Linked DNA regions of Sus scrofa: region 1 is linked to region 2. A link is a contact called in public HiChIP or PLAC-seq data. All regions are on one chromosome and are shown on one strand. Each heading gives the region's core, a stretch centred on a gene start, on an enhancer-like site or on the middle of the called end of the contact. The rest is flanking DNA. Distances are from core to core; before and after follow the strand shown. Region 1 overlaps ITIH5 (inter-alpha-trypsin inhibitor heavy chain H5). Region 2 holds the start of ITIH5 (inter-alpha-trypsin inhibitor heavy chain H5).

Region 1 (3,770 bases), core at 1,203-3,702, 76 kb before region 2:
TGAATTTGACAGTTTAATAAAAGGTCAGGAATGGCTGCTGTACACGGCTGCAGGAATTGTGTTGTTTTAACATGTTTTTTTCATTTTTTTTTTTGCTGCACTCATGGCACATGGAAGTTCCCAGGCTAGGGGTCACATCGGAGCTGCAGCTGTGGGCCTACACCACAGCCACTGCAACGCAGGATCCTTAACCCACTGAGCAAGGCCAGGGATCGAACCCACATCCTCATGGACACTAGTTCATTACACACTGAGCCACAGCGGGAGCTCCTAACATGACTCTTCCAGTGTCGCTCACTTGCTTCATTTACACAGGAGTCTACGGACTTCAGCAATTCCTGCAAACAAGCAGGGCAGTTAGAATCAGCAAGTTTTTATCTTCTCTTGCCATGTTCCCTCAAAACAAATATACCCGTGCGCTGTCTGGCTTTACATGTCACTCTCTTACACATTTTTGTCGAAGAAAGAGAGCTCTTGAGGGTGAAGTAGCCTGTGCCCTGCGTTATTTTAAAGTGACTAAAGTAAATAGTTACAGTCACGGGTCTATGTATTTGCAGGGCTGTGTTGTTTTATGTGCTGTTTGTTTCCGTTGGCTCGTGGGCGAACGGGCCCGGAACCCTCTGGGCTGAATCACAGCCATGTTCGGGTGCTTTCTGGGAGCCTGAAGGAAAGAAAAGGAATTCATCAGTTGAATGGTTCCGTTTCTCAGCTCAGGCGGCTATGTCAGGACCCCATCGATGGCGTGGCTTGTACGACGCACATGTCTCTCCCACGGTTCAGGAGGCTGGGAAACCTGGGTGGGGGCGCCAGCAGGTGCTGTCTGGTCAGGTCACTTCTGGGCTCTGGAAGGCGCTCTTCTCGTGGCGCAGTTCACGCTGTGCAGAACAGGAAGCTCATCTCTCTCCTCTCCCAAGGCCACTAATCGCGCCACGAGGACTCCACCGTCAGGACCTCACCGCCTCCCACTGGGGTGCAGTCAGGCTCCCGCTCCTAATTCCGGGGGGCAGAAACATTCCGCCCACAGCCATCTGTTCAGCCAAGACGTGAGGTGGGGCAATACATCCTGGGCCTAACCCACCTACGAGGACGCGTGATGCGGCTGAAGCGCTAATGTCACGTCACAGAAACGAAGGGGTGCCCTCTTGCGTGCCCAGAGCCCGCTGTGCTGGAGGGTCAGGATGCGTCATCCGCCCGAATGCCCAGCCCCGGCCTCCCGAACAAGTGCACCACCGAGAAGACAGGTGACACCCCTAACGTGAGTGGATAGAGAACGTCCGGTCCCTTTTTTTGGCGGGGGGGGAAAGGTGCCTCTTTCAATTAGGGGACCCTTAATGATGACCCATTCAGACGGCTCTCTCAGCTGAGAGAGGGGATCGGGAGCCAGGGGTGGAGACTTGCTAAGGAGCCCAGCTCGTCAACCCTTCACGACTCATTCACATCGGCGAGGGGCGGTCTGGCTGCGGCCCAGAGGGTTATGAATCCGACTGCAGGGGCTTGGCTTGCTGCAGAGGTGTGGGTTCAATCCCCAGCCGATGCAGTGGGTTAAAGGACCCAGCGTTGCCACAGCTATGGCTGGGATTCAGCCCCTGGCCTGGGAACTTCCATGAGCCATGGGGTCAGCCACTAAAATAAATAAATCGAGTTAGCAATGATGTAGCTTGAAGTGTATCCTTCTAAGCCCACCCTCCCCCTCTCTTCTTAGGGATGAACCCACAGCATGTGGAAGTTCCCAGGCCGGGGGTTCGAGTCGGAGCTGCAGCTGCTGACCTACACCACAACTCACAGCAACACCGGATCCTTAACGCACTGAGCGAGGCCAGGGATTGAACCTGCGTCCTCGCAGATACCAGTCAGGTTCTTTACCGCTGAGCCGCAATGGGAACTCCCTCAACCTTCCCACTTTAAAAAATGGTTTTTTGTTTTGTTTTATTTCTGAATAGAAGAGTAGGTGACAGACACCTCACTGGAATGCTTTTCTGTGCTCTGAGATCAGGCAGCCACAGAAGCCGGGGTACCGGCCCCGCTCTGCAGCTCCGAAGCCACACCTGGGACACAGCTCCAGCTCTAGGCACTCACACAGCGGCAGGCCACGTGGCTCCAGGGATGTCTGCCCAGATGGGACCCGGGTTTATGTAACAGGAAGGTCCCCGCAGAGCCTGCCCAGGCCCTGGCCAGCCGGGGCCCCGCTCCTCCTCCTCTGAGCTCCGCGTTGGGGGAGCAGCTGCCAGCATCCTGGTGCTTCTCATGCTGCTCCCTGCCATGAAAACAGGCAGCTGAGTTGAGTCAAAGATAACGCAGCTGCCGGCCCGGTCTGGTGGGGTCACAGAGTGGAGAGAGACGGAGACGCAGACAGAACTGAGCCTCCATCCCGCCCCCGCCCCAGCTCTGACTCTGAAGCTCCCGCAGCTGCCGGGCCCGCAGACTCACGTGGCTGTCATTCTGCTGCGATAAACAACGCCCTCCACTCTGATTCTCCTCCCAGGGCTGCGTCTGCTTCCACGTGGCATGAAAATTCTAGGGTCACCACCCACTGGAAGAAACCTTCCATGAAGCCAGCACAAAGGCTTTATTTGATTTGGTCTCACATCCAAATATCCCACTTCTCTGACCTGACTCTGCCTTTCTGTGTTTGGCTCCAACGCCGCCCGCATCCAGCTGCACCCCGACTGCAGGGAGGCCCAGGCTTCCTGACCCTCCATGGTCCCCAAAAGACCAAGCCGAGAAAAAGCTGGGAGTGGGGTGGGGGGAGGGGGACCCCGAGGCCACCAGCAGCCTCCCTTCCCCTTGATAGTGTCACTGGATTCACAGGCTCCACGGGGGGAAGGGTGGGCCTCCCTGGCTTTTGAAGCCCCCTTTACCCCTGATGTCAGCCCTTCCCCGATGGAATCCAATCTGTCCACGCTCTGGAACCAAAGCCCCTGGCTCACGCTGACTTCCTGGCCTGGCCTGTTTGGGACGTGGGAGGGCCTCTGAGATCTGGAAACTGGTCCTCACTTCCGGCCGCACACGTGAAGCCGGAGCCCCGCAGGTCGGCTCCGTGCAACCACTCACTTCCCCTCCCGGTTCTGCAAGAGCCTGATTTATCATCTCCTGGGGGACCGCAAGCAAATCAGGTCAGGATCAGGACCAAGGCTGGAGATGCAAGTGCAAGACTCATCATTCCACTGGCCGGCTCTGCAGCCCCAAGACAGGCCCGTGAAATACACCCACCAGGGCCGCCCTGTTTATGAGACGAAGTGCTCAGCTTTCTGGACTAAGTAGGAACAAAGGCAGGAGGTTTACAAAGCCCATTAGGAAGATAGCAGTATCTGGGCTGCAACGTTTCTATTTGAATCCATTTTTTTTTTTTTTAAATGAAAACAAATGTTCAAAGGGCAAGAGATGACAGCAGAAGAAAACCCTCTCCTAAAAGACCGAATCGTGTACAATGATTAAATCTATGTGCTATTTGCCTGACCCATGTCCTGGACTGGAGAGGCTCCCCTGAGGTTGGCCACACACCCGGAGAGAAGGCAGCAGTGCAAGACGGGAGATTCCTAAGCATCAGTGTAAGGCAAAGAGCAGGCTGCCCAAACTCGGCCACTTCCGCAGAGAAGACACACCTTCCGGCCACCTTCCTTCCAGAGTCAGCCCAGGGTGGGCTGCGAGACCGACAAGCCAGTTGGTACCAGGTAGAGGCTTCTTGCTGTTAACTGTGCTTTGGTGCCATCATCTGTCTCTACTGGAGATGGGGGGGGAGCAGGAAACCCCATTCTCGCATTCATGTCCCC
Region 2 (3,823 bases), core at 649-3,148:
TACCCACTGACCGAGACCTCCACCACTTATTGAGCACCCACTGTATACCAGGTCCTTTGCACAAACTAGCATCTGGGTCCTTACAAGTAACACACAGGAGGGGGTGGCTGCCCTGCTGTGACCGCCTGGAAAGAAAAGCACAGAGAGAGTCAGCAGCTTGCCCAGGCCACCCAGCTGCAAATGGCAACGGGAAGACCAAGCCTCTGTGCTCTCCGGATCCCAAGCCTGCACATATTCCCCTCCACCGCCTGGCCTCCTGGAATTTGTATGGATTGTTCTTCCTGACAGTCCTGTGAGAGAATGGCCGTTTCTGCCAAGTTCCAGAGGAGCACATCCTTGAGGCAGAGGCAACATGAAAGGAAGCGCGGGCTGTTTAGGCAGATTCTGTTTTCCAGATCTGCTCTTCCCACCAAGATGCTCAGAAAGGGGACAGAAAGTCGACCTGCTTATCTCTTCTTCCATCCTGTGAAAACACGCTTTAAGCTAAACAATTTAAATACCATGTGGAAACAGTACCAGGAGATGCAGAAAGGCAGGGTCTAAAGCATCTGAATATAGTAAACAGGGTTTTGAACTTTTCTGTCCAAAATCTTCAGAATTATAAAAAGATTAATCTGTATCTACTCAGTGATTCGATCATAGTGCTGTATCTAAATAAAATTTTCCTGGTTTCCAGATGAAAAAAGAAAAATAAAAAGAAATGCCCTGTCTGCTTTAATCAGGTCCGAGCCATTTCTCCCTCTATGGTCTGTGCGTCGATAACTGTAGGAACCTGTTTTATACTCTTCAAAGTGCTTTCCTTTCCACAGGAACTGTCTCCAGATTTCATAGCTCCAGATTTCATTTCATTCAGCTGTGAGGTTAAGCCATTTACACAGAATAACAGCTAAGGGGAGTTCCCACTGCGGTTCAGCGGTAAAGAACCTGACTAGGATCCATGAGGACGTGGGTTTGATCCCCGGCCCCACGCAGGGCGTTAGAGGATCCAGCGTTGCTGTGAGGCCATAGACACCTCTGGAATCTGGCATAGCTGTGGCTGTGGCTGTGGCTGTGGTGTAGGCTGGCAGCGGCAGCTCCAACTCCACTCCTAGCCTGGGAACCTCCATATGCATCGGGTGTGGCCCTAAAAAGCAAAGAACAAATGGAACTGAGACCCTTTGGTTTTTGGTCCTCTGCTATCATCTTGCCACCTTTAAACCACTGACAAGAACCTGACCGAAAGCTGTGTTTTCTGGGGTTTCCTATGGGAAAAGCGGACCCTTCCAGGTGCGTGGAACTTTTCCTAGAATATGCTTTCTCTCTGGAGTAACTAGGAACCCACAGCAACAACACACGACCCCATACACGGTCTTAAAGAAACGTAGTTTACTTGGGGCTCTGGCTCAGAAATGCACAACAAAAAAACGACCAGAAATTCGCGCAGGTAGCAGAGGCCAAGAAGGCTTGATTCTGCAGGACTTCCAAGGTGGCAGAACAATTCTACAAGAAACTTCACCAGCCAGACGCTCGCCTGGAGCAGCAGACGGGGAAGCTCCTGAGCAGAAGGTTGGGGACAGAGAGAAGGGGAACGATGTGCCAGAGGATCGGGTCCTCCCTCCCTCCCTCCCGTCCAGGAGCCTGTCCCGCAGCCGCGCGCGAACGAGGCGGTGGGAAGGGACCGCAGCCGGCGCCTAAGGCCCGCCCTGGGACCCCCAGAGCTCCACTTACTTGCTCCGAAGTGTCCCCCCAGGTCCCCGCCTCTTCCAGCGACCCCGCGCAGAGGGGCAGCGCCAAGCACAGCCCGAGCAGCAGGAGCATGGCGGGACCGGGGCGGCGGCACTGGGACGCGGCGGGACGCGCGGGGACAGCGCGGAGGACAGCGCCGGGCTCGCGGCGGCGGCGGCGGCGGCGGCGGACGCGCGAGGCCCCGCCTCCCCGCGCCTCCGGCCCCTCCCCTCAGACCCCGGCCCCGCCTCCCCGACCCCTGCGGCCCCGCCCCTCAGACCCCGGCCCCGCCCCCCCGAGTCCGCGCTTGTCCCCGAGCGCAGGGCGCACAGCGAGCCCTGCCTTCCCCCCACCTCCTGCCCTTCAGCCCCGCCCCCTTGCCCTCTGCCGCTTCCTCCATCCAGCGCCTGTGACACCTGCCACCACCTCCCCGCGCGTGACAATTTTTTCTTCCTCTCCACTTCTTCATGGACTCTTCATTCCTGTCGCAGGAGGACGCGGCAAGGGCCAGCCTAATCCTCCACACACAGCACACCCTTCACCTGCTATAGAGTCCCGGGATGTGATACCACCCTCTCACTGCTGATACATCCTACCCCCGTCCCCTATATACACCACCCCCACCTGCTGTGTATACCCCCACCCTTTCCCCACCTGCTCTGTATACCGTATCCCCCACCTGCTTTGTATACCACCACCCTTTCCCCACCTACTAGCCCAAAGCCAACAGAAGACCTTCTCCCTTCTGCCCAGAGAACAACACTCCCCTTGGCATCCAGCACTGATGCTTACAAGCCCAGTTAAAGGATGCTCGGGTGTTCCCCTCATGGCGCAGCGGAAACGAATCTGACTAGTGTCCATAAGGATGCAGGTTGGTCCCTGGCCTCACTCAGCGGGTGGGCAATCCAGGGTGGCTGTGGCATAGGCCAACTGCTGTAGCTCCCATTCCACCCCTCTCCTGGAAACTTCCATCTGCCTCGGGTGCAGCCCTAAAAAGAAAAATTAACTAATTAATTAATTAAAGAAGGGATGCTCATTTGTAATCTAATGCAGAAAGTACTGGCAATGTTGTCCCTTTTTATGCAGTTCTGGCATAAGGGGACAGAAAAGAGGAAGCTAGAATCGGCACCATGTCATAGTATTTCTGATTTTTTTGGTTATTAATCATGCAAATGAATGTCATTTTCATAGTTGCAAACTCGATGCTATTTCCATCCTGTCATAGGAAGAATTATTATCTGCCAACCAAATCACCCACCAGCCCTTTAAATTCTGGGCTCTGTCTTTCTACCTAGTAGATACACAATATGCTGGAGGTGCTTTTTTCATCTTTCCAAAGACAATCACCTAAAAGACATTTTTTTATGTCTCTGTAACAATTACATCTAAATCGATAAGCTGAGCAATAGTGAAAAGTTGGCAACAACCTCAATGGCCAAGAGCTTCCATTCTGTGGAATATTATGCAGGTATTAAATAAGAACTCCCAGGTCTATAGTAACATGAAAAATGTTTACTGTGTCATCTAAAAGAAAAATATCAGATCACATGACCATATCAAGAATATGAGTAATTGGGTAAAAATACATATGCATAGACATAAGAACTACAAAAGATAAAAACAGTGGCTGTGTTAGTTTATGGTGATCTCTCTTTTTAAAAATATTTTATTGACTCTTGCTGACGTGCTGATTGTTTAAACAAAGACATTAAGGCAGGGGGATATTTCTGTGGTGAAACAAATGAAAAGAAAATCAGTGTCATTAGCAATTAATCACTTAATAGCCTTAACCACTGACTAATTTAAAAAAACGTGCCACCAACACAAAGCGACAGGAGCTGGTCCAGCAAGGTTTCTACAACAAAAACCTTGGAAAGGAAAGCTTTGAAATAAGTCAAAGGATTTTTATTTTTAGTGTTTTGCTAACCATGAGTTACAAATGTAACGCCAGGCCAGGGCTACTGCTGTGGCGTGGGTTCAGTCTCTGACCTGGGAACGTCCAAATGACACAGACATGACTAAAAGAAATTAAAGGCTTTCCTCCCTTTCTATTTTTTTGTAGTTCATGGGGGGGGTAACTAATTAATTTTTTTCTATTTTTGTCTTTTTAGGGCTGCAT

What was found. HiChIP or PLAC-seq counts read pairs in DNA pulled down with a chosen protein or histone mark.
Region 1: a contact with region 2 is called in an H3K27ac HiChIP or PLAC-seq map of skeletal muscle. The contact joins the enhancer-like site here to the promoter of ITIH5 in region 2. A contact is called at or near these places in 3 of 5 promoter capture datasets (liver and skeletal muscle), 12 of 47 Hi-C or Micro-C datasets (fetal heart ventricle, heart right ventricle, liver and 5 more) and 2 of 2 datasets of contacts at active chromatin or transcription factors (alveolar macrophages and skeletal muscle).

The regions. Positions count from the first base shown.
Region 1 is chr10:63,763,348-63,767,117 of Sscrofa11.1, reverse strand. It overlaps ITIH5 (inter-alpha-trypsin inhibitor heavy chain H5), which reads right to left. Exons shown (of 14, transcript XM_003130820.4): 14 at 2,552-3,770. Among named protein-coding and RNA genes, the nearest start is that of ITIH5, 77 kb to the right of the region's middle. Within about 2 kb of position 2,452, at least 10 of the 83 cell types and tissues checked have an H3K27ac peak or open chromatin away from gene starts, as enhancers often do. A contact at or near this core is called in skeletal muscle, where this site is marked.
Region 2 is chr10:63,686,491-63,690,313 of Sscrofa11.1, reverse strand. It overlaps ITIH5 (inter-alpha-trypsin inhibitor heavy chain H5), which reads right to left and starts at 1,898. Exons shown (of 14, transcript XM_003130820.4): 1 at 1,708-1,898. The coding sequence starts at 1,797.